Regions from separate parts of the Rattus norvegicus genome. Here region 2 is linked to region 1. Evidence: chromatin contacts called from public Hi-C data. All regions are on one chromosome and are shown on one strand. Each heading gives the region's core, a stretch centred on a gene start, on an enhancer-like site or on the middle of the called end of the contact. The rest is flanking DNA. Distances are from core to core; before and after follow the strand shown. Region 1 overlaps Nucb2 (nucleobindin 2). Region 2 has its middle 81 kb from the start of Rnu6-651.

What was found. Hi-C and Micro-C count contacts between places; a contact is called where the count stands out from the background.
Region 2: a Hi-C map of the A7r5 cell line shows a contact between it and region 1, with 4 times the contacts expected there. The contact joins two enhancer-like sites. A contact is called at or near these places in 12 of 12 Hi-C or Micro-C datasets (the A7r5 cell line, the Rat2 cell line, Schwann cells and 7 more) and 1 of 1 datasets of contacts at active chromatin or transcription factors (oligodendrocytes).

Annotation. Positions count from the first base shown.
Region 1 is chr1:180,220,884-180,226,448 of GRCr8, reverse strand. Nucb2 (nucleobindin 2) reads right to left here. Exons shown (of 14, transcript NM_021663.2): 13 at 5,373-5,454; 14 at 4,805-4,953. The coding sequence ends at 4,946. Among named protein-coding and RNA genes, the nearest start is that of Nucb2, 38 kb to the right of the region's middle. Within about 2 kb of position 2,343, at least 1 of the 93 cell types and tissues checked has an H3K27ac peak or open chromatin away from gene starts, as enhancers often do. A contact at or near this core is called in the A7r5 cell line, where this site is marked.
Region 2 is chr1:180,287,918-180,293,482 of GRCr8, reverse strand. No RefSeq gene overlaps it. Among named protein-coding and RNA genes, the nearest start is that of Rnu6-651, 81 kb to the left of the region's middle. Within about 2 kb of position 2,457, at least 21 of the 93 cell types and tissues checked have an H3K27ac peak or open chromatin away from gene starts, as enhancers often do. A contact at or near this core is called in the A7r5 cell line, where this site is marked.

The sequences.
Region 1 (5,565 bases), core at 1,094-3,593:
GATAGCAGGAGTCTTTCTTTATTGCTGTCAGCCTTACTCCTGTAAGACAGGATCTCTCACCAAATCAGAAGCTAGTCTGTCCCAACAGTGAGCTCTCAGGGTCCACCTGTCCTCAACACCCAATGGTGAGGTTGCAGGCATGCGCTCATGCCACAGACATGCAAACATGTCTCACTTTTTACATGGACACTGGGGTTTAAATCAGGTCCTCATGTCTGTGCAGCCATACCTACTGAGGCACCCCCTAGTCTGCTGCCCGCCATCTTTTTATGGCATCAGTTAAGCATGCTCAGAAGTGTTTGTATTTGTTATTTTGCTTTGTTTATTTTGAATTATACTTATTGGTGAGCAAGGTGGTTCCCTCTAACTCCATCTCTCTGGAGACAGAGGCAAATAGATCTCTAAGGCCAGCCTGGTTTCTTGTTAGCCAGGGATATACAATGAGACACTGCCTCAAACAAAAACAAAACCATACAAACATTCCTTTATGGTGTGTGGGCAGGAATGAGTGTGTGAAAGTCAGAGGAATCAGTTCTCTTCTTCCAACATCACGTAGGTCCTAGGGATCAAACTAGGGTCATCAGGCTTGGTGGTAAACACTTATAACCACTGAGCAGCCCTGTCTGCTCCTATATACTTATGCTCACTTAAGCTAAGCATGGCCAAGATGTGGCCACAGTCTCTCCTTCTTCAAATATGACCTTAACCTGAGCACAGAGGCCTATCCTTCTGCCTCAGAGCTAGGAAGTGCTGTGATAACAGATGTCAGCTACTAGGCTGGGCATCTGGGGATTGTACTACCCCACAATATCTTCCTATATGATTATCCACCCACAGCCTTTGCAGAAGAAACCCAATGCACACCTTACTGAAAATAGCATTTCTTAATTCTTTTCTTTTCTGTTCTGCCAATAAGCACTCATCAAGAAGAGAACACAGTGTGTTTGATGAAAAACATATTAGGACTTGTTAATCAATTAAAGATTAATTTGGTCTCAGAGGCAGAGGTAGTTGGACCTCTTTTAAGTTCAAGACCAGCCTGGCCTACACAGCAAGTTTCAGACCTGTCAGGGCCACACAGTGAGGTCCTGTCTCAAAATCAAAGAAACAAAATAGCAGCAGAATGAACTTGGTGTGAAATTCTGAAGTGCTAGAATGTATGGATAGTTTAGGGACACAAAGTTCTCTAACAGGCAAGAAGGTTAAACCGTCATTTAGCACACATTCCTGTAACACAGAAGTAAGAAAGAAAACACCAGCATTCCCACCCTCCAGTATAGTGAGGGCTCCGGATAGCAATCCTTTAGTTAATCAGGCATACATACCTGAGACTCTACTGGAGTTATGTGGCTATGGAAACAGGAAGTGAGTCCTTCATTTCCGTGTCTATAGCACCTGGCAGAGCTGGTGAGGTTCTGGAGCTGGCAAGGATCCGGGTTTCCTGGCCCAGGGGGCAGCTTCCTGCTTGTTGGTTATTCCCACACAGCAGCTCACTGTCCATAGTCTACTCTTATGACGTAGCACCTTGGAGCTGTTTGGCTCTTCTTTTTGGGACAGGGTATCATGCAGCTGCCCTTGAACTCCCCATGTACCCAAAGATAACCCTGAACTTCTGATCGTCCTGCCTACACATCTGAAGATCTGGTATCACAGGTACGTGTCACCCAATTTATGTAGTTGGGGGGTCAAACTAGGGCTTCCTGCATGTTGAACTCCATCCTAAGCCCTAGATCTATTTCTTGAGAAAAAAAATCTCAAAGCCTCCCAAAGATTCTATGAGCTATCTATACTCTTTAATCCCCTTCTATTTTAAAGAATGAGAAAAAAATTCTTTCAGACTATCTCATCACCTACAACCAAGAATTGTGACTCAGAAAGGATTTATGGCTAGTACAGGGGTACTGGACACAGGCTAGCATGGGGCTGATGTAGCTCAGGGCATAGCATGTCTTTTTCTTTTCTTTTTTCTTTCTTTCTGTCTGTCTTTCTTTCTTTCTTTTTTTCCTTCTTTCTTTTGAGATGAGGACTTGTCATATAGTTCAAACTCGTGGCAGTTCTTCTGCCTCAGCCTTCCCAGTGCTAGGATGCTGGGCATTCACTACCACACCCATGAAGGGCACGTGCTCAGCGTCATGTGCAAGGTCATTTGTAGGTTTAAGTCCCACCACCACAAAAAAAGAGGAAAGGGCTGGCATGGTTGAGTAGAAAGGATGCAATGAGACCTACCTCTCAGTCTAAAGTACCAGAGAACAAGATAGCAGGACTCCAGAGTGCTAGCTGCTCACTCCTTCCTTCCTTTTTAGCAAAGTCACAAGGGAAATGTGACTCAGGCTGGGTTACAAAGAGTAGCAATGGCATAGACTGAGAAATGCCCAAATCCTCAAAGAACTGAAAGCCAACTACAGATGTCCTCTTCCCAACGGAATTGGGAGTAAGCACAGGCTCTGGGAACTGATGCTTCCTCAACCTTTCCAAGATCTCTCCCTGAAGGATTTTCTGTACTGGGCTGGGGAGATGGCTCAGCAGTTAGTGGTCTTTGAGAAGACTGGGTTTTAATCCTCAGCACCCATATGGGGACTCACAGTCATCTGTCACTCCAACCCCAGGGATCTCATGTTCTCTTCTGACCTTGCTTAACACCAGGCACACACATAATGCACAGAGATATATGCAGGTAGAACATCCATACCCATAAAATAAAAATAACTAAATCTTAAAAAAAAAAAAAAAGGAATTTTCCCTGTGATAGTAATCATCTCAGGGAAAAGATCCAGTGAAAGCTCTCGTCATCCCTTCCAAACCTATGAGCTAAAGAGCCTCCAAGATGCGCCTTGAGTTTAGACCCCAGAGAAAGAGAGAGCACAGAGGCCAGCAGACAAATGATGAGAGTCTTTCTCCAAAACTGTCCACTGAGGATGTCACCCAGCGGTAGACTGCTCACCTACCATGCAGACAGCTCAATTCAGTCCTCACCATCAGAAAATCGGGAGAAACAAAACGAACCCATATTTAAACCATGTTGGAGTCATACTTTGAACCAAGTGTCCGGGCTTACATCTGCAATCCCAACCTTGGAAGGCTAAGGCAGGAGAGCTGCCATGAGTCCAAGGTGAGCCCAGGCTCTGCAGTGAGTTCCCAGGCAGCCTGAGTCTGTCTCAAAATATTGATGATGATGATGGTGATGATGATGATGATGATGACGACGACGACGACGACGACGACGACGATGATGATACCAAGATACCTGCTAAGACTTGAACTTGTTGGCAAAAACAAAACAAAGCAAAACATGATCCAACCTGGCAATGCCACAGCTATTGGCTAAACCAAGTCTTGAGCCTGAAGCCTACAGCAGTAGAACATGGGCTAAGGCTGCCAGACAAGTAGAACACCCTTCCCAAAGTCCATTCAGGTATGTTCCCAAACATTCAAGGACAATAATTATAGGACAGAACCTAGGGCTCTGAGGACACTGGGTCAAAGAGGCTACTCTCAGAACTGCCAACCAGGGACTGCCTGAGGGGTAAGCAAAGGGATAATCACACCGGTCAGCAGAGAGGCCACTGTTCTTGCCAGATAGGATCTTTTAAGTGATAAAGATCAGCTGTCCTGCTTCTGATTGCTTCTCTCCCTCCTCCTCTTCCTCTTCCTATCCATCCTCCTCCCCTTTCTCCTCCTCCTAACTTTCTTATGGTTCTGGAGGTTGGTAATAGTATTGCTCATGGTAGGCAAGCGCTGTTCCCATAAGCTACCTCCCAGCCTTCCTCTAAGCTGCCTGTCTTCGCAGTTTCCCTGGCAAGGGCAGCCTTTATGTGGTGTTCTTGGGGCAGAAAACACAAGTTCTAACCTGAAGGAGAAGACACCAGAACAATGATAGCATGATCTTGGGCTCATGTGCAGTGATGATGGGTGAGCTTCTCCTTGGAGAGGGAGGAGTGCTCAGGGGAGCACAGAAAGAAATTTAAATGAGGAGCAAAGTGGAATGTGGTTGATTTAAGAAAGTGTTCTCCCAGCATTCCCTAAGTTGAGGCTGGTCACTGTTCTTGTGGGGCATTCAGCTTGCAGGGCATCGAGGAGCAGTCATGTGACCTGCAGTGGTAGGACATGGACTAAAGCTGCCAGCCACATAGGAGGACATCCTCTGAACGTCCATTCAGGTACGTCCCTGAACATTTGCAGACAGTCAAAATATAGGAGATACAAATTCAAATTCTGCTGAGTTCTTCTAGAATATTCCTCACGTCCTTTTCCCTGTCCTTCCTCACTGCCAGGATAGCCAGAGGATAAAATCATACACTGAGGACAGCAGAGTAGAAGAACAGAAACTTCTGTACAACTCCTGGATTTCCTTAGCAAGAGGGAGACTTCCTGTTAGTTTATATCGTTGTCACTGGTTTTATAAAACATGGAGGAGTAGAAAGAGAGAATGAAGCAAACAAGGTGGTGGGGGCCACTCCACTGAAGCCCTCTAGAGAGAAGGGTGCTACAAATAGTCCAAAGTCACAGAAACACTGTGGGAAGGGGTGGCTTTTCAGAATTACCATGTATATCAAAGACAGATTTGCTAAGAGAGGAAATAAGCACCCATGAAAGGAAACCATCCTCAGAGTGACAGCAGATTACCTCAAGCCACTGGCAGAGCCTTTGACCTAGCCAATGACAGTGTTGTGAAATTATGGGATGTGGCCCTTGGGCCACTTACCAAAAAAATGAAGAACAGTGGGAGGAATGGCTGGGTTTGGTTTTGTCCTGTTCTGGGAGATTTCAATCCTTAAATACCTGTGTCAAAAAATAAAAACTTGTGTTCTCACTTAAAAGTCTCTTCCTTTATTCCAAATGTGCTTTTAAAGTATTTATTGAGTGAAGAGAAAAGAAGGGATGTTGAAAGATGAAACAGATGTTGAGTCAACGGTTTTCTTCCAAGTTCTGGCAGACATCAGGACTTTTATGTGTCTGTTCAAAAGAAGTATGCTTGCATTTTAAACACATCTTCCTTTATTCCGAATGTTCTCTTACTTACAAATACATTATTTTACTTTTTAAAAGTATGACTATCTCATCAAAGAATATAAATTATAAACATGTTCCCTAGTAAGATCAATATAAATGATCATAAAAAATTATAAATCTTGAAATAAATCACTGCACCATAATAATAGCTATGTAATTATGTGGCATTTGAAAAATGTTCGCCCATGAAATTTTTGGAGAACATTTCAATTTTCTTAAATGTAAATTTCTCTACTTCCTCAAATATATAGACTATAACATGAATTTTAATCATGTGAAGATAGATTGTATTCGAAATGAAAATGGGTATCAATTTATAAAGGTTTATTTCCCTAAACAAACAAAGGAACAACATTACATACGTGGCTCAAACTTCAGCTCTCCTGCCGGCCCTGATGGAGCAATCCCTTGTTGGAATTTCTTCTGTTCCAGCTGCTGTACGGCCTGGTAAGTGGAAACAAAATATAAAAGCACTGCTTGTTATTTTGGGTCATATATGTGATCTTTGGCTAAGCTTAACAACCTGAGTCTTCCTAGAACACTCTTCTGTCATAC
Region 2 (5,565 bases), core at 1,208-3,707, 67 kb before region 1:
GCCAGAGGCGCACCACCCCCTCCACCCACAGCCAGTTACAGGATTACACAGACGCTTACAGTTTTTACTTCTCTTTGGTGCTGCTGTCAACCCTGAGGTTTCCTTCCATGATGTCATTAAAACCTACCCCAGTCCCCGTACCTAAGGGGGGCTGCCCGGTTGTCCCTCCCATGGACAGTGCTTGGGAACTCTGTCCCTGGCATGGCAAGAGACTGCTACCTCCCTCCCCAATTAACCTGCTGAGGCACTGACGGGCAGGAAGAGGCTGCTGAGGCGAAGGGGAGCAGGAGCCTCACGATCGACTCCGCAGTTCCTTTTTCATCTCGGAAGAGCCAATTTCAAACTTGCCTCGGGTCATAAAAGAAATTAATTTGATTCTCTCAACCTTGCTCTGAGTGGACACATGTCCTCCACCGCAGCATCTGCTCAGTCCAGAATGAAGGAACCATCCCCTTGAAACGAGTCCCATTTCAGGGTTGAGCCAATATTGTCGCCTGGAGTCTGAGAGCAGCTGCCTGGAATACGCTGGGCTGTCTCTTTTGCTGGTAAGTTTCTCAAAATAGTTCTCATATCAAAGGCAAGACCCAAGTCATGGGAGGGCTGCTCTCAAGGACATGTCCTGGAAGAGGTAGTCCTAGGCATACCCCCCAACACACACACACACACACACACACACACACACACACACACACACACACACACACACACACACACGTTAGCTCCAAGTATCTTCCACATTAATAATCACAACCATGTTGAACCTTGTGTGTGTGTTAGCCACCGTCCCTGGTCTCACTCAGCTCCCAAGAGTTAGACCCAATTGTGATAGACACATTTAGGGTCGCCCACTTTGTGAACCTCTCCCCTTGAGTAGATGGGACCTGACATTTGCTTCGAGATAGCTAAGGCGACAGCATCCTGTTCTGACTACATTTTGTGTTTGCTTAGGTAATTTCTAGCCCTCTACGCCCCCTCCCGCCTCAGTTATGTCCACCGTGGCAGCACGTTTGAGATTTCCGTGACCTTGACTATTGTCCAGAAGTATTTACAAAAACAATCGCCAAGTTCTGGCTAAAATAGCTCCTGTGCTCTGCCAGGAATGAACACTTTAAGATTTCTCTGACCCTCGTGGAAGTTCGATATATCTTTGTGGGTTTGCCTTTTAAAATGCTATGTCCCTGAACTTGGGCACCAAGACCTTTTCCAGAGACCAAGAGGATAGGGACAGATGGGACAATGAGACAAAACAGAACTACCAGTGGCAAAAATCAAGAAATCAAACAACTACAACTCCCTGGGCCAAACTTTCTCATCATGCGCTTAATCATTTACATTCTTTGCACAGTTGGCTGAACCCGAACCAGATCTCTCAGGAGAGGCATAACCAGAATACAGGGTAACCCACACTACTGGCATGCTGGTTTAGTGGGGGAGGACCAAATCAGGAAGAGGGCCGCCCAAAGAATTGGGTCTTCTTTAAACCTAAGCCCATAATCTAGAAAAGAAGCCCTTCCTTTGGGGCCTCTCCTTATCCAAAAGGTTCCAGGCACAGACTTACTTCCTGGGAGTGTCAGGGGGACTCTGCCTTCCTGTTTGGGAAAATACCTACTATTCCGGACCTCTCTGCACTCACTGAGTGAAGGGCGGCCCTGGAACATTTGTCAGGGCCCCCCTCCCCGCCCCCAACCTCTGCCTGGCCAGGAGTATGGCTCCCCGTGGAGCATGGGGAATCTCCCTGAGGTGTACCCGAGGTAATTACTGATAACCATTCTGATTAAGCCAATTAAGAGTTCTGAGTCCAAAAAAAAAAAAAAGAGTTCTGAGTCCTTTATTAATAGTTCGGTCCTCCCCTCTACCCCTCTACCCACCCCTCGACACTGCCTCCTGCCTCCCCAGAAGGAAAGAGTCTGCGGAGTTTCCCGCATTGTGCCACTAGGTGGCACCCCCTGCATGCCTTTTTTTTTTTTTTTTTTTTTTTTTTTTTTTTTTGTCTTTTTGTTTTGTCACTGGAAAGTCTGCAGCTGTTCTGGATTCTGCCACTGGGTGGCATGCAATTATTTGTCTTTTTGGCGCGGAGCGGGGTGGGGGGAGTCTTTCCTCTCCAGGACGGAGGGAAATTCCAGTCATACCAATCCAATCCTAGAGTCAACTGTTTGTCTCTGCTACCCGTGGATTTTCGCTGAGTCTCACAACAAGGGAGCTGTGGCAGGTCTTTAGTGGGGTCTTCTCTCATTGCCAGAGCTGCCAGGTTGGTCGTATTACAACTTCCTTTAGTCAATTAAGTTGAGGACTACGACTCAAAACTTTCACACCTTTGGAATATGTGCTAAAAATTTTTCCCAAGGGTTTGGAGAGAATATGGGAAAAGAAAGGCTGCGCACTTACTTTGAGATTAACTGGTTCTCTTATGAAGTGAAATGGCCATCTACCCGTTCCCTGGACACGCCTATTGTGAAGGCAGTCTGGCTCAAGGTTACATTGGCCCGCACTTGTCCTGATCCGGTAGTTTACATTGATCAGTGAGGGGCTCTCGTTCACGCCCACCTGTTCAGCTTAAAAGCTTTGCTTCTAGGGATTATTCTGCTGTTTTGTGTTCAGTTGGAGCCTCCTGATTGCCCCCACCCCACCCCCAACCCCTCATCCTAAGTCAGTAAACTTGATTCCTCCCTCTCTCCAACCCCCTCTCAAAAAGCCTCTGAACAGAAAAAAAGGCACCAAAAGCCCAGTTCCACATTCCCAACAATCCTGACAGCAGTCCAAACCCCGCCCCTGAAGTTGCCAGCCACTGGAGCCACCTTAGATGACCATAACAGGGCACAAGCCCTACGTCACTTTCTTTCACCTACAATCCATAAAAATCCACCACAGCCTGCCCAAGACTTTTCCCTTCTCACTCCCTGAGTCTGGTAAACTTGCCTGGGAGCCCTAAAAGCCCAGTCCCAAATAAACCTGCCCTTTTTTTACTTTTAATTCGGCTTGAATTGCCTTATTTCCTTGCTGAGAAAATCTACTGATTTGTTCTCTAAAACGTTCCTTGTCACTCGCCCCCCAACACGTGTCCTGAGACCTTCAGAAACCAAGGACCCCTCACCCCACTGCCCCCCACAGCCCATCTTCTCCATTTCTTCCACCTCTTCCAGATTCTCGCACACACACACACACACACACACACACACACACTCACACTCACACACACACACACACCCCTCAGGTGCCTTTATCCCATCCTGTCCCACCTGTCTCTTTCCATCCCTCCCCCTACTCCCACCCCTTCTTCACCCACTTCCCCTTCTGGATCTACACTCTATTATTTCCCTCCTGGGGGAGATATCCAGTTCCCCAACCAACCCCCTCCCATACCAATTTCTCCACCATTGGCTTCCCCCTTGAGGTCCCACCATGCCCCAGACTCAACTCGAACCCCAGCCTCTATTGTTCCATTGGTGGAGATGCTGTGCCCTTCCGGGACAGCTGCTTAGAGGAGGGCATTGCCCTTACCAGCTTATGTTCTTTTGTCTGCTTTGAATCTGTATAACTGGAAGACCCAGGAACCACTCTCTCTTTGTTGGATAAGTCCCAGGCCTAATTGCCCTACTGGATTCTGTTCTCTGTATCCATTGCCCCATTTGAAATGACTGCTGACAACTCCTTCTGAGTCCATTTTGCTTCCGAAGGGGGAAACATTGGGGAAGAGGCAAGAAAGCGTTTTTTGGTACTTGATACTGAAAAGCTAGTTACTTTGGACACATCAAGGGAACCCAATGCATATTCCCTATTTTGTCTAAGACTGTTGGGGTTCTTTAGAACCCAGAAGAGTTTTTAGGGCATTTCTTGAGATATTACCAGCTGCTACACCTCTTTTGATCCACTGTCTCTGGAAAATGCTAGGGCATTAGACTTGGCTTTTGTCACTCGGTCAACTCCAGACATCAGTACAAACTCCAAAAGCTGGCGAGCCTTGGAGGGATGAATACTTCGCATCTTGTCGAAGTGGCCTGATAACCAAGATACTGAGAGACAGGCAGGCTGCCTTGGATGCTGCCTGACCCACGGGCCAGCAGGCCGCATGTGTGCTGGCTGCTTTCCCATCAGCTTGCTTCAGCCTCTACCGCTCATGTCCAACAGAGGAACCTCAAAATCAAAAAGACAGAAAGGAGAGCCACACTGGAAAGGGATCAGCGTGCATATTGTAAGGAAAGGAGACTTTGGAAGAACGGCCAAACCATCCCAAAGCCAGGAAAGCAACAACCCAACCACAAGGGTAGACACCTTCTGATATATTTTTTTTTTTTTTTGGTTCTTTTTTTCGGAGCTGGGGACCGAACCCAGGGCCTTGCGCTTCCTAGGTAAGCGCTCTACCACTGAGCTAAATCCCCAGCCCCCACCTTCTGATTTTAAAAACCCAGTGGGACCAGCTACTAACTCAAAGACCCAAGTACACAGAGCCACAGCCACAGCGCCACTGAGAATGATCACCTCCCACCTCAGTCCGTCTGGGCCACAAGCAGGTGGCTTACTCCCTCCTGGTGGCTCCAGACTGCCCTTTGAAAATTAGGCACCACCGTCACCTTTACTCCTCAAGGAACTAAAATTTCCTTTCCACCAGCCTACCAATTGAGCTTATAACTACCCCTGTAACAGCCCCCCCCAGACCTTAGGACAACTGACCCAATGATGGAAGGACTTTTCAGGCCATGAACCTCAGCACGTACACGGTGTGAAGCCGGAAGCCACACATTGTAGTTAAAGAGCTGAGCTGTCCAATCTCCTCCCCTCACAAAAGGAAGCTGCTCTTCCTGAACCTAATGTACCCGGCAAAGCACGCTTTCCAACACGCACCAAACTCAGGACCCCATGATACGTGACTGGCCTCTGCCTTACGAAATATGGTTTCAAGATATCTTAATCTATACCCAGGACCACCTCTGCCCCACACTGTATGACTCCCCTTCTGCATGATACAGATCCTTGCTTTTATTTTTACACGTTACAAGTAAGGTGTTTGGGAATGATTTGTCTGTGGCAGTGAGACTCTCCATAAAGGGAGAGTGAGTATCTGTAGGCCAGGTACAGGAGGGCACACAGGTCCACGTGGACAGGCTGAAAGCCAGAGCCATGGAACCGGGCTCCAGTTGGAATGTGGAACCAAAGTCACAGAAAACTGAGCCGCACGTCTCAGGAGTGGTTTGATGAAGTGGCTTGACTAGAAGCAGACGTTGGTGGGAGCAAGCGTGTGTGCTGCGTCTCCGGTCCCCACCCACTCTGGTTGCAACTTCATTTAAGCAGTGTGGGGAGTAAAGACCAGGCAGAAAACAAAACAGGCTGGGAACTTCTTTCCATTTACTGGATTGCTGGCAATAATTGTACACCGTTTCTATGGGCAGGAAGAAAAGTCACCGGCCTGAGCCCAAGGACAGAGGTGGGATGAGATCGAGTAGGTACAAGCTACTCTAAAAAAAACTTCCTATTTGTTAAAAAAATTTTTTTCCTTTGGTCTAGAACCAATTCCTCTATTTCCTGCCGAACCTTGCCATACTGCCTGTTCCACGTTCTCCATTTCCTGCT